3 separate regions of the Pan troglodytes genome follow, and all the other regions are linked to region 1. A link is a contact called in public HiChIP or PLAC-seq data. All regions are on one chromosome and are shown on one strand. The core of a region is the stretch at or near the end of the contact, and the rest is flanking DNA. Distances in the headings are between cores, read along the strand shown. Region 1 holds the start of C9H11orf91 (chromosome 9 C11orf91 homolog). Region 2 holds the start of HIPK3 (homeodomain interacting protein kinase 3). Region 3 holds the start of KIAA1549L (KIAA1549 like).

The links. HiChIP or PLAC-seq counts read pairs in DNA pulled down with a chosen protein or histone mark.
Region 2: an H3K4me3 HiChIP or PLAC-seq map of stem cell-derived excitatory neurons shows a contact between it and region 1, with 10 times the contacts expected there. The contact joins the promoter of HIPK3 here to the promoter of C9H11orf91 in region 1. A contact is called at or near these places in 1 of 7 Hi-C or Micro-C datasets (stem cell-derived neural progenitor cells) and 1 of 1 datasets of contacts at active chromatin or transcription factors (stem cell-derived excitatory neurons).
Region 3: a contact with region 1 is called in an H3K4me3 HiChIP or PLAC-seq map of stem cell-derived excitatory neurons, with 9 times the contacts expected there. The contact joins the promoter of KIAA1549L here to the promoter of C9H11orf91 in region 1. A contact is called at or near these places in 2 of 7 Hi-C or Micro-C datasets (induced pluripotent stem cells and stem cell-derived neural progenitor cells), 1 of 1 datasets of contacts at active chromatin or transcription factors (stem cell-derived excitatory neurons) and 1 of 1 other capture datasets (stem cell-derived neural stem cells).

Annotation. Positions count from the first base shown.
Region 1 is chr9:37,707,096-37,711,214 of NHGRI_mPanTro3-v2.0_pri, reverse strand. C9H11orf91 (chromosome 9 C11orf91 homolog) reads left to right here and starts at 2,387. Exons shown (of 2, transcript XM_016920652.3): 1 at 2,387-2,968. The coding sequence starts at 2,473.
Region 2 is chr9:37,262,325-37,266,443 of NHGRI_mPanTro3-v2.0_pri, reverse strand. HIPK3 (homeodomain interacting protein kinase 3) reads right to left here and starts at 2,041. Exons shown (of 15, transcript XM_063782836.1): 1 at 1,904-2,041.
Region 3 is chr9:37,381,223-37,385,341 of NHGRI_mPanTro3-v2.0_pri, reverse strand. It overlaps KIAA1549L (KIAA1549 like), which reads right to left and starts at 2,075. Exons shown (of 21, transcript XM_054661274.2): 1 at 1,761-2,075. The coding sequence starts at 1,998.

The DNA of each region.
Region 1 (4,119 bases), core at 1,138-3,637:
AGTTTGTCATCAACTTCTTATTTAACCCCCTGGCTATAACTTCATGGATTATGTTATAATTAAGCCATCCAGAGTAAAATCTGTTTAGATTATCTTGGAGTAAGGGGGGAAAATCTAATTTTTTCTCCACAACTAGATATATACATAAAAAATGATTTTATTGCTTCATTTAAAAAGTATAACACAAAATCTCTTTTCCTTCTAAGGGCCTTCAATATGTAATAACAAGAGCTAATGTTGAACACAAGCCATTGCCAGGTACTTAAACTGTCTCACTTAGTCTTGCCAACCTAAGCAAGTAGATGCCATTACTATTCCCATTATATTGATGAAAAAATGAGGTTGAGAAAGGTTCAGCCGCACAGCCAAATACATAGTGGATCCAGGGTTTGGTCCCAAGTCTTGAGTCCAAAACCCTGGTTCTTACCATTACTGTGGTTCTGTAGGGGTGAAAAAATTTTTCTTCTAATCTCTTGGGTTCAGAGCCTGGGGCCTGAGAATTAAACTGACAAAGACAGATTAACAGAAGACAAAGTTTATTACGCAGGTACATGGGGTTCTTACAGAAACAAAGTGAAAACCCAAAGAAGTGGCTTGAGAACTTATATACAATTTTAACAATGGGCGATTGTAGAAAAGTGATAAGACAAAGGAAAAGAGGTTTGAGCTTCTGGGGGCAGTAAATTATGGGAAGTTAAATATATGGGGGAAACTAATGGAAGATAAGGGTATTTTTTATTTTATTTATTTTGAGACAGGGTCCTGCCTTGTCACCCAGGCTGGAGTGCAGTGCTATGATTGTGGCTCACCGCAGCCTCAACCTCAGCCTCCTTAGTTCAAGAAATCCTCCCACTTTAGCTCCTGAGTGGCTCCAGGCAAATGCCACCACACCTGGTTAATTTTTAAAATTATTTTGTAGAGACAGAATCTCGCTATGTTGCCCCTGGCTGTTCTGAAACTCTTGGCCTCAAGAGATCCCACCTCAGACTCCCAAAGTGCTGGGATTACAGGCTGGGTGCTGAGCTATCGCACATGGCCTGTATTAGCCATAGACTGAGGGGAAATACATTTTCTTGAGAGCCTCAGCCTAGTGATCACTGGTATGAATAAACAATGATGGGTGGCTGCCAAAGTCAGAGAGCAAATACTGCGTGTGACAACTAAGTGTGGGAAGCTCAGTGTGGGAAGAAAAAGCTTCCCAGTTTCAGACATGCCCCTTAATAGGGACAGCTGCCTCTTGTGTTTGGACAAAGTGTCCAAGTTCAAGTGTTTCACACACACACTGTTCCGTCTTCTGTTTGATCACAACCCTATGAGGCAGCCTGGTTTTCTTATTTCTATTTTATAGAAAACCTACAAAAGTCAAGCAACTTGTCCAAGGCTACCCAGCTTGAATATCTGACTCTCTCCACTTTGCTGCTACACACACACACACACACACACACACACACACACAGTTTGCACTGTGTGTGCAGATATATATGCATATATATATTTAACTTGTGAAGCTGATACTGACTCTTTAACTGCCCTCCACCCATCACTATTCATACCAGTGATCATTAGGCAGAGGCTCTCAAGAAAATGTATTAGTTATTTCCCCTCAGTCTATGGCTAATACAGGTTACTCACATAAATGAGCTGTCATGTCCTTTGGACAAAATGTCCAAATCGCTCATAAGCAATGGGTGAAGTATTTGAGGTAGGGCGGACAGGATTTCCTTTTGGTGGTTAGCTCGTTGCCTGTTAGCTCCTGGTGGTATCTGTGTTTGGAAGAGAACTAAACTGCATTTCACTGAAAACACTCCTTCAGATCTATTACAAACCAGATGAGGATCCCCTTTTCTAGAATCTTCCTCAACACTGCTAACGTTTGGCAGATACATGGGTTGGCTCTAACAGCCATTCCCAATCAATCCTCTTCTCCTTTGTCTGCCTCCCACAGTAGTGGATGAAAAATCAGACACTGATTTTCTCAGACTTCTTTGCTGTGGGCGCGGCCAGTGAGGCAATGAGGTAAGTCTGCTGGTGCAGGGGCCAGGTTTCTAGGAAATACTTTTCTCCCTCATGGGAGAAAGAGAGGAAGCCTGAAGTAAGCCTTCTTCCGCAGCCCTGGCCCGCTGCCTGTTCTGGATGAGGGTATGCTGGGATATGACAACGGAAGCCAGCGGCGTCGCAGAGCAAGAGCGAGGCGGTGGGCGGAGTCGAGGGACGGGAGGCGAGGCGAGGCGAGCCAGGGGGCGTGGCTTTCGAACTGCGGGGCGCGGCCAGCCGCCGGTGGGCGGGGCCACGTTCCGGGACGTGGTCGTCCGGGCTTTGGAACCCCGCCTGTTAGGGGCGGGGCTGAGGCGAAAGGGTGGGGCCGCGCTCCATCGGGGCGGGGCTTGTGGAACCTCGAAACCCCGGCGACTCGGGGCCTGAGCGCGCGTCTCCCGGCGCGGGGTTCCTCCCACGCAGACCCTCATTCAAACGATGCCAAAGGGGCGGCGCGGCAGCCACAGCCCCACCATGAGCCAGCGGTCGGCTCCGCCCCTCTATTTCCCGTCCCTGTACGACCGCGGCATCTCCTCGTCCCCGCTCAGCGACTTCAACATCTGGAAGAAGCTCTTCGTGCCGCTGAAGGCGGGCGGGGCGCCAGTGGGCGGGGCGGCGGGGGCCCGGTCCCTGTCCCAGGCGCTCCCCGCCCCGGCGCCCCCGCCCCCGCCACCACCCGGCCTGGGTCCCTCCGGCGAGCGCCCCTGGCCCTCGCCCTGGCCCTCCGGCCTGGCCTCCATCCCCTATGAGCCTCTGCGCTTCTTCTACTCGCCGCCGCCGGGGCCTGAGGTGGCTGCCTCGCCCCTGGTCCCCTGCCCCTCGACCCCCAGGCTCGCCTCTGCCTCCCACCCGGAGGAGCTCTGCGAGCTGGAGATCCGGATTAAGGAGCTGGAGTTGCTCACCATCACTGGGGACGGCTTCGACTCCCAGAGCTGTGCGTGACCTCGCCAGGGCCACCGAGCCCAGCCTTAGCCTGCCCTAGCTCCCTCCTTGGCTCCGTGCCCCGACCCGAAATGTAGCCTGGTTTGACTCCAGCCCCCAGTAGTCCCAGATCCAAAATCTATCCCCTAGCACCCAGACTCCCTTATCCTGGACTTCAACCGACTCCTCCCCCCACCACAGATCTGAACTTCATGAGCCTCTTAGTCCCAAACTCCATCCTCCCTCCTTCCTAAACCCTTTGGGTCATCTGGACTCTGAGCCTCCACACCTGGAACTCCATCCGCCACCACCCCGTCCTGAACTTGAATCCTCCTGCACAGTCATCCTCCTACCCTGTACTCTGGAGCTCCACCCACCACAGACAGTCCCTAAGCTTTAATGTTCGGTCTTAAACCGGGGCTCTCCATGGGGGAAGGTGAAGTAGGTGACTGTCAGTTGTCTGTAGGGGGAGGTGGGAGTTGTGCAAGAACCACAAGGCCCAAGGCCGTTTCCAGGGCAGCTTTGGGACACTCCACTTCTCAGTGCTGGGGGGCAGCCCCCCTGGGATTCTGTGGCCTTGGCGCCGGTAGTTCTCTCACCAGGATCCTGGGCCGATATCTGGTCTTAGGTCTGAAGTCTTAGGGCTCTGGACCACGTGTGCTGATGCGGGCAGGATCCCTTAGCCTACGAGCTGAATGACTCCTCCCTGTTGGAGGGTAAAGTTGTTAAATGCATTGTACTCCAAGAAGGACCTATTGCAAAGTAGAACTTTCAGTAGCGGTAGGTTGTCCTGCAGACTTTGTCTTTCCCGTCACTTGTTTTGGCTAAGGCTTGTCCTTGACCACTGGAGAAGGGTAGATAGTTCTAAAAAGATCATTCCAACTATTGTATATAACGGCTTAAGTTGGCTTCCCCTGCCACACAGAGAAGGGAAGTATGAAATAACCTAAATGCTTAGGTCCGTGTGGCCATGGAAATGGTCTTCAGTTCAGCACCCTTTCTCATAGCCATGGAAGGAAGACAGTCCCTAGAAAAACTGGGCTTTGCTAAGTCCTGGATTTCTTAACTATGAATACATACATAATACTATGTATTCATAGTTAAGAAATCTTAACCGAATACATAGTTAAGAAATCCAGGGGCCGGGTGTGGTTGCTGGCACCT
Region 2 (4,119 bases), core at 792-3,291, 440 kb after region 1:
AAGGAACAAATTTTTCCATAAGTACAAAAAAAAAAACAACGACATGCCCAAACATCACAAATATTTCAACACATCTCTGCCTTAACATAAATTTTAAATAAGTAAATTTCAAAAAAGAAAAATAAATCTCAAACAGGTTAAGCATTATAGTTCAGAAATAAAAGTCCTCTACACTTTATGAATGCAGCCATAAATACACCAAGAAATATTTCATTGACTTAAAACTAAATAACTGTATCTGGCTGGTAAAATTGCAATTACTGATAAGTGGCACGAAAGCATAAGATAATCAATAAAACTATGAAAACTTTTTTTACAAAAGGTCAGTCATATTTTGTTTACTTAAAATACTAAGTTTAATCATGACCTATCTAAACCTTATCATTGCTCATTGTATAAAATTAGCACTGCACTTGCAAACATAAGCAGAATCTAGACTTATCAAACATATGGTGAGACTTCACCAGCTTCTGAAAAATTAAATAATATAGGATTAAAATGTCTTAGTTGGGTAAGCAGTAACCACCGTTACGGCTCAAGACTTTTCATCAAAAATTTGATCAGAAAGGAAACCTCTTTAAAAATTTTAAAGAGCCCAGCAACTAAGACTTTGAAATTAACTGAGATGGTTTGAATGAATATAAGTACTCCCACTTCAGAAGCTACAGCTAAAAGCAAATACCTAAAATAGCAAAAAGGGAAAAAGTGTCAGCAGATCTCCAAACTACTAGAAAGTACGCAAAAGCACACGCACAGACTGGTTTGCCAGCTAACTTTTCCGGCCCTGTACCAGACAGACATCAAAACAAAGTTTACAATAGAGCCAACCATGCGCTTTCCCTCTAAACTGGACGATAAACTGAAATTTTTTGCTGTTGCTAATAGAAGCCCCTTATTATAATTAGAAGCAGCCAACCGACAGGTGGAAAAACAAATTCCCTAACAGGGCAGTAAGAGGTTGTGAAAACACGGTTCAAGGCCTGAACGTGTTACGACTACTCTGTAACAAGTCCAAGGTAATTTACGCACACACTTCTCAGCGCAATTCCTCAAGCAGAGATGAGACTGGGGAACAACAGGATTCCCCGAGAGCCACATACCATTTTACAACAGCCGTCTCCCTCCCGACAGAGAAACAGACATTTTCATCCAAAGTCTTTCCGCCAGTTCTCCCAGTGCGGCGAAGGGAAGCGGGCGGCAGCCACCGTAACGAGAGAAGCCGGCAACAGCCCCGCCGCGCGGCCGCCACGCCTTCCTCCCGCCGCCGCTGGGGACGCGGAGCCGCGGATCACATTTCTCCTCCCCAACAATCACACACACGCACGCACGTCCCCAGAGTTGACACCCTGCAAACCCGCTGCTCCGCGACGCTGGGGACGGGGCCACAAAGCCCGGGACGCGGCCATCGGCTGGGGTGCTCAAGCTGCGTGCCTGCGCGTTTGTGTTTGTTCCCCTTAATGAAAGGAAAGGGATCTCCGTAGTTACGGCCTAGGACTGCGGAGGGGGAAGAGAGGCTCCCCGTGGGACTAAACAAAACTTCGGTTGCTGGGAAGAGCCGTTGCGCAACCTTGGCAGGGGGAGGGGGGGCCGAGGCCCCCGGGCCCCGGCCAGGCGCGGCTTCCCGGAGGCTACGGCCCCCGCGTCCGGCGGCCCAGGGCCTGGCGTGGCGCCGGCTTCGAGGGAGCGGCTCATACCGGGCCACACTGCAGGGGCTAGGGCGGAAACTGGGAGCACGAGAGCGCTGGGGATGCGGATGGGGCACGGGACGCGCAATGAGTGCGGGCTGCGCCGGAGGTGTCGGGCCAGGCCCGGGTCAGGCTTGGGGTCCGCTGGCCGCGGAGCCCGCAGACGGAGCCGATCCCCCCACCCCGGGGTGGCGGCGCCCCTCGCTCGACTCCCTTACCTTCCTAGAGGCCCGCGCTCTCTCCTCTTCGGGCGGCCGCAGCCCTGAGCATGTCCGGGGTGGGGCGCAGGGCCGTGCCGGGGACCGGGAGCCAGGCGCTTCAGCAGGCGGCACCACCCAGCCCGGGCTCAGCCCCTCTCCGCGGCCGCTGCCATCTTGTCCTGGCGGCTGAGAGGAAACGGCGAAACACCCTCCCCCGACCGCTGCTGCTGCTGCTGCTGCTGCTCTGGCTGCTAAGCGCCGGGCCCGTCTCCCTCATCTTCCTTCCCGGGGATTTGGGGTGGGGACGGCTTGGCTAGGGCGAGGGGTAGTGGGAGGCCGGTCGGCCTCCGGCTACTGGGGCCTACGGGCGACGCAGGGTGCGGGGCCCACGGCGATTGGGGCCCATTCCTGACGCCCCGGCCGGGAGCGGAGAAGGAAGACTGGCGGGAGTGGTGGCGACGGCGGGGCCTGCGGCTTGATCTCCTCAGGTCGCCGCGATGCCGGCAGTCGTCACTGAGGCAGCTGCCACCAGCCGCCCCAGCCTCGGGCCCCTCCTCCGCGCCCGTCGGCCTCGGCCACCGCCTCCGCAGCGCCACCGCCCGCCCGGCAGCGCTGCGCGCCCAGCCCGGGCGGCTCCGCTCCGCTCCGGCCGCGGCGCCTCCGTGAAGCCCCTCCCCGGGGTCCGCCCGCCAGTCCGCAGCCGCGCCCTTGTTGCCCGGAGCCCGCCTGGCAGCCCGTGCGGCCCCGACCCGGAGTCCCGCAAGCCAAGCCTCCCGCGAAAGAAGCATCCGTCAGCCTGGCTCTGCTGTTCTGAACCTCACTCCATGCCCCCTCCGCCAGAAATACACATTTTTAAAAAAGATCCCAATACCCGAAGAAAGGATGAAGATGCGGAAGCAGGATTTTACAGGCCTTTCGAGATCCCGGAACCGTAATTAAGGATCTGTTTCTCGGCATTTGGTCGTTAAAGGTCCCAAAATAAGTAAAGGGGATTCGCTCAAATGAACGACCTCAATCTAAAATAGGTTCTACCCGCTCCCCTATCCCAAAGAGTGAAGAGAATTGTAAAGCCAGGTTCAAGGACGGGGGAAGGGTCCTCTTGGAAATTTTTCAAGAGCGTCTCTACTGTCCAAAACCCCATAATTGTGAAGTTCGCCCACCTCCACATTGGTAATTCTCCGTTAAATTAGTCGGTTTAACTCCCAAAGACTAGTTTTCCTCCTGGAGATTAGGAAATCAACAGAATGGCCTGTTTCAACTTACATAATCGTGGAACCATAGAATTTTAGGAATGAAAGAAGCTTTGCGATCCTTGGTCCCAACTCTTACATCAGGAGTTCCAAGAAGTTTAGGTGACATGACCAAGGTTATACAGTAAAGCCCATGTCTCCCACCCCATCTTTCCTCCTTTTCCCTAGGAAACAAATGGCTTTCTAATACCTCACATTCAGAGTTGATTTTCTTTTATACCCGTTTCCTCAGGTTCCCTTTGTTCTGAATCAATGTCTAACCTTCTGGGAAACATTTCTCTCTGGAATGGAAGTGTCCTTTCTTTGTTTCCTTCATAATCTTCACTAGCAAGATTGAATTTACCAGAGATGTATTTATTCCCAGAAATTTTCTATTGCAGTAACTGGGGCAGGGCAAAGGGAGTGGCAAATTGCTGCATATATAATACACATTTAATCCCTGCTGCTCTTCAAACCGGAAGATGAGTATTTTGGATAATGCCTTTAAGAGACAAAGGAGGCCGGGCGCGGTGGCTCGCACATGTAATCCCAGCACTTTGGGAGGCTGAGGCGGGTGGATCACCTGTGGTCAGGAGTTCAAGACCAGCCTGGCCAACATAGTGAAACCTGGTCTCTACTAAAAATGCAAAAATTAGCTGGGCGTGGTGGCGGGCGCCTGTAATCCCAGCTACTCGAGAGCTGAGGTAAGAGAATCGCTTGAATCGCTTGAGCCACTGCGCTCCAACCTGGGCGACAGGGAGAGACTCTGTCTCAAAAAATAAAATAAAAGAGAAAGGATAGTATGCCCTGAGGCCACTGGAAATAACACTTTCGAATGACAGTTGTTTTCAAGTTAGAGAGGATAACCAGCTGAAAAGGCTTCCAATATAGAAGAACAAAACAATGGCTGCCTTTCAGAGAGATAGCCTATGAACCATTCCTTTTCACTTAGTATTTCGTTACTTTTTATTTTTCTTAAGAACAATAGTCAAAAGAACCAAAGAG
Region 3 (4,119 bases), core at 826-3,325, 330 kb after region 1:
TCGCTCGGATGAGACGGAGAAAGACGGAGAGGACTCTGGGGAGGAACATCAACTTTTAATGATTTTTACCATCACTGTAATCAAAGCATCTTTCCCAGCCCCGTATCCCCATGACCACCACACTGAAAGGAAAAAGAAAGAGGACACCAGGGCTAAACCCAAACAATGTGGATGAGAAGTCCCCTAAGTCAGGCTCTGGCGGTCTGAAAGAGGAGCCAAGGAAAGTCAGGGAGGTTCAGAAGGCTCAAGGTACAAAGGTCAGAAGGGAAATCAGAAATTCAAAACTGATCCGAGGAAATCACCCAACATCAGGCTGAACAGGAACAACACATGAAAGCCAGTTTCACATATTACAGATGGCTGAACAAATGAACATCATCCCAAAGCAAACATCTCATAAGCAGTTCACAAAAACGACCAAGGACTTGATATCCTTTAATCAAAAACAGGATGTATGTTTCTGAGCCAATGAATACCAAGGTATTTACGTGGGTCTTTCTCAGGCCTTATCTTTTAACAATTATGCCAAATACACATCACTAAAAACTGCTACAGGCATAAAAATCGGGGGCTAAAATTCGTCAGAGGTTTTTCTCAAGTCTGAGGCACACATCCAAAGATTCCTGAACTTTGTAACCACTATAATCGCAATAGAAAATTATCTGACAGTAACTCGCAAGCACAAGCACCACCTGTCCGTGACTCTTTAAGTGAATCGAAGGAAAATGGGCTCTGAATTAAGCTGCTGAAGACGAGAAATATTTTTAACTTAAAACTCTCTTATCTAAAACAATGTCAGCCCCTTTACAATTAGGAATTTTAATCTAATTTGGGGGAGGGGGTACTCTGAGAAAGAAGAAGTCATTAGTCCTTGCTAAAAAATGCAAAACTACAGGAACACATTATCTGAAGTGAGAAATATATTCCTTGATAAGGCAGTGTATCAAGAGCTCAGAATTTCGTCAGAAACACAAAAGCCTGCCCTTTCCAAGTGCAGGCAGTAATCATTATTATTTCCAGGACAACTGCTTACTGCACAGCTTAAGTTTTGAAGCACACTTAGCAGAAAAATCCACCCCCACCTAGAATACTTACAACAGATTTCTCAAAATTGTCCAAGGAATTACAGAAATCTATTTCCTGGGGATTGCTGGAAGTCTACAAGCCAAGCATGACTATTTTTAACTAACCTGCAAACAGTGGATTATATACTTAATGAGCGCCTGCATCCCTTTGCAAGGTGCAAGCAATTATTGGAGAGACCTCCTTCCCAAAAGAAAAGGGTTCCGCTATCAACACAGGAGAAACTGTGTTGATATTTGGGAAGCCGACACGCGGATTGCCTAAAACTCTCTAGCCATTTCATGCAGCTAAGACAAAGTGGACACTCAACAGAGAGCCCAAAATACCAGGGACTTTGCCACCCTGAAACGTGTTCTAATGATACATTTCCCGTTTAAGGTGTCCTAAACACACATCTTTCTCTAAATAAAGCGTGCCTGCGGGACCACTAGGAAGGTTCTACAACTTGTCCAAAAAGAAGAGGCGATTGCACCTTTTTTTTTCTTCCCCGCCCAAAGTGCCTTCCCGAAAGACAGATTTCTGACAGTTCGCCTGCTGTTGCAGCAGTAAAGGGCGGAGAGAATCCCAGAGCCGGTGTTGCCAATACCTCTCCACCGCCACCTGGGCAGGTATGGGTCCCGTCCCGCCGCCCCGCTCCTCCAGAAACCTCCGCGGACGCCCCGCCGCCGAGCGCTTACCCGGGTCGGCCTGGCCGTGCTCCAGGAGGGCCGCCAGCAGCAGGAGTCCCAGCAGCAGCGTCGGTGGCCGCGGGGGCGCATCGTGGGACGCGCCGGCCCCGGGGCCCCTCACGCCCGTGCAGCGCGCGGCTCCCCAGCCAGCCCGACCAAGCCCACGCGCCACGGGCCGGCCCCCGCGCCCCCGCGTCGCGGGCCCAGCTTCCCTTGAGCCCTGAGGCTTGGCCTCCTGCGGAGCCATGGGGACGCTTCACACATCCAGGCCGCTGCCTCGCTCTGCACCGCGCCAGGGAGCCCAGCCCTCGGCGCCCCGGTCCTCACCGGGCATCGCCGGCCACGGCCCGGGCGCCAGAGGGAGGGGGCGCCGAGCGGCGCGACTGGCTCGCTCGTCCTGCCGCGCCCGGGGCGGGCTCCAGGGAGCCGCGGCTTCACCCGCGCAGGGGCCGGGCCCGCATGGAGCCGCGGCGGGCGCGGGCCGGGGTTCCCACGGTGCCTGTCGCCGCGCGCCGGCGCGATTGGGGTGGCGAGGGTGGGACGGGCGCCGCCCGGGGCCCGCTCCCCCGGGCCGGCTCCTGCAGAACTAGGGGGCGAGGCTGCCGGGAACGGGGGTGGCGGCCGCGGGGCGCGCTCGGGTCCCTCCCTCCCGCCGCCGCTGCAGCCTCGGCGCCCCGCTGTCCTGGCTCCTCGCTCCTCGCTGGGCTTCGGGTTCCAGCCCCGGCTCCGGCTCGGGTTCCCGGGCCGCGAGTGCTACCGCAGCTCAGAGCGGCGCCTCATTGACAAAGAAAGCACGTAGCCTCCGGATCGGGCGAGGAGGCGAGGCCGGCGCGCGCGCGCAGCCCCGCGCGGAGCCACCGCGCGCTCCCCGCTCCCGCGCGCCCGGCCGGGCTCGAGACCCAGGAGGGGGACCCCTCCCGGCGGCTCCCGCGCAGCTGAGGTCCTTAAAGGGAGGGCTTCCCTCCCCTCCTGTCCCCCCTCTAGAGAAGGGAAGGTTGGCGGGAGAGAGGTCGTCTGGCCGGGGAGGGGGGTCATGGTCAACGTGCCCAAGCGGCAGGAAAGCTCTTCCGCCTGGATTTTGGGAAAGCTCTTTGTAGAAGGGCGGGCGCGCTTTGTGCTGTTTGTTCACTACTTCTCCGAGGGGCCAACGGACACCTGCATGCCAGTTTACCCCTGAGGAGCTCAAGCGGCTGTGGGCTAGTTGCAATAACACGCTGGATTAAAACACATTATAAATATTTGTTGCAGCCACACTACGTGCAAAGCATTACACTGCGCACTGGGAAGACTGGGGGAAGTTTTTCCAAAAAAGTCTGTTCCCCCAAACAGGAGAGTCAGGCAGCTCCTGCTCAGAGGGACAAAAGGCCCAGGCGTCACCTGAGTTGGTCCCCTGCTCTTCGCCCTTGATAGCCTTGATGGCCTTAGCAAGTGACCTGGCTCATAGGCGCCTCATCCATCCCCAGTCACTGAGTATCTATTACGGGCCCGCTGTTTGCCAGCATCTGTGTTAGGCACTGAGGATACAAGCAGCGGGGAAACACACACGTCCTTGACCCGGTAAAGCTCAGACGCTATTCACTCAACAATCCTTATTGACTGCCTGCGATGTGCCAATGACAACAGCCATAAACAAAATCCCTGCCCTAGTGGGGGTTCACCCGCAATAAACAAATAAGTAATAGAATATTAGACTGGTAAATGCCGTAAAGAAAAATCAGTGTAAAAGAATGAAACGTGGGGAGGGGGTGTTGCAAATGTTAAACATTGTGAAGAAAGGCCTCGCTGAGAAGGTGACGTTTGAGCCAAGATCTGAAGGAGGTGAGAACAAGCCATGCGCGAAGAGCATTCCAGATACAGGGAACCAAAAAGGCTAACATCCCGGGGCAGAGCGTGCCTGGTGTGTTAGGGCACAGCAACTTAACCAGGGGATCTGGAAAAGTGTTAGGTTCTAGTTATTGAGCATCTGCAGGATAGAAATAACACCACATTTCATCTAAGACACATACTTTTCACATGTTAACTTTTCAGAAGTCAGGTGTGTTCTTATAATATGTCTAAGATTTGTTGAAATATAGTAATGCCTTGTTGGGGGTTATGATTTAATTTTGTTCTTTAATTAAACTAGTTGGGCTGTTTTGGGTTGTGTTAAGAAACTTGCAGTCTGGCCTGGCACTGTGGCTCACGCCTGTAATCCCAGCACTTTGGGAGGCCGAGGCAGGCGAATCACCTGAGGTCAGGAGTTTGAGACCAGCCTGGCCAACATGGTGAAACCCTGTCTCTACTAAAAATACAAAAATTTGCCAGGTGTGGTGGTGCATGCCTGTAATCCCAGCTACTTGGGAGGCTGAGGCAGGAGAATTGCTTCAAC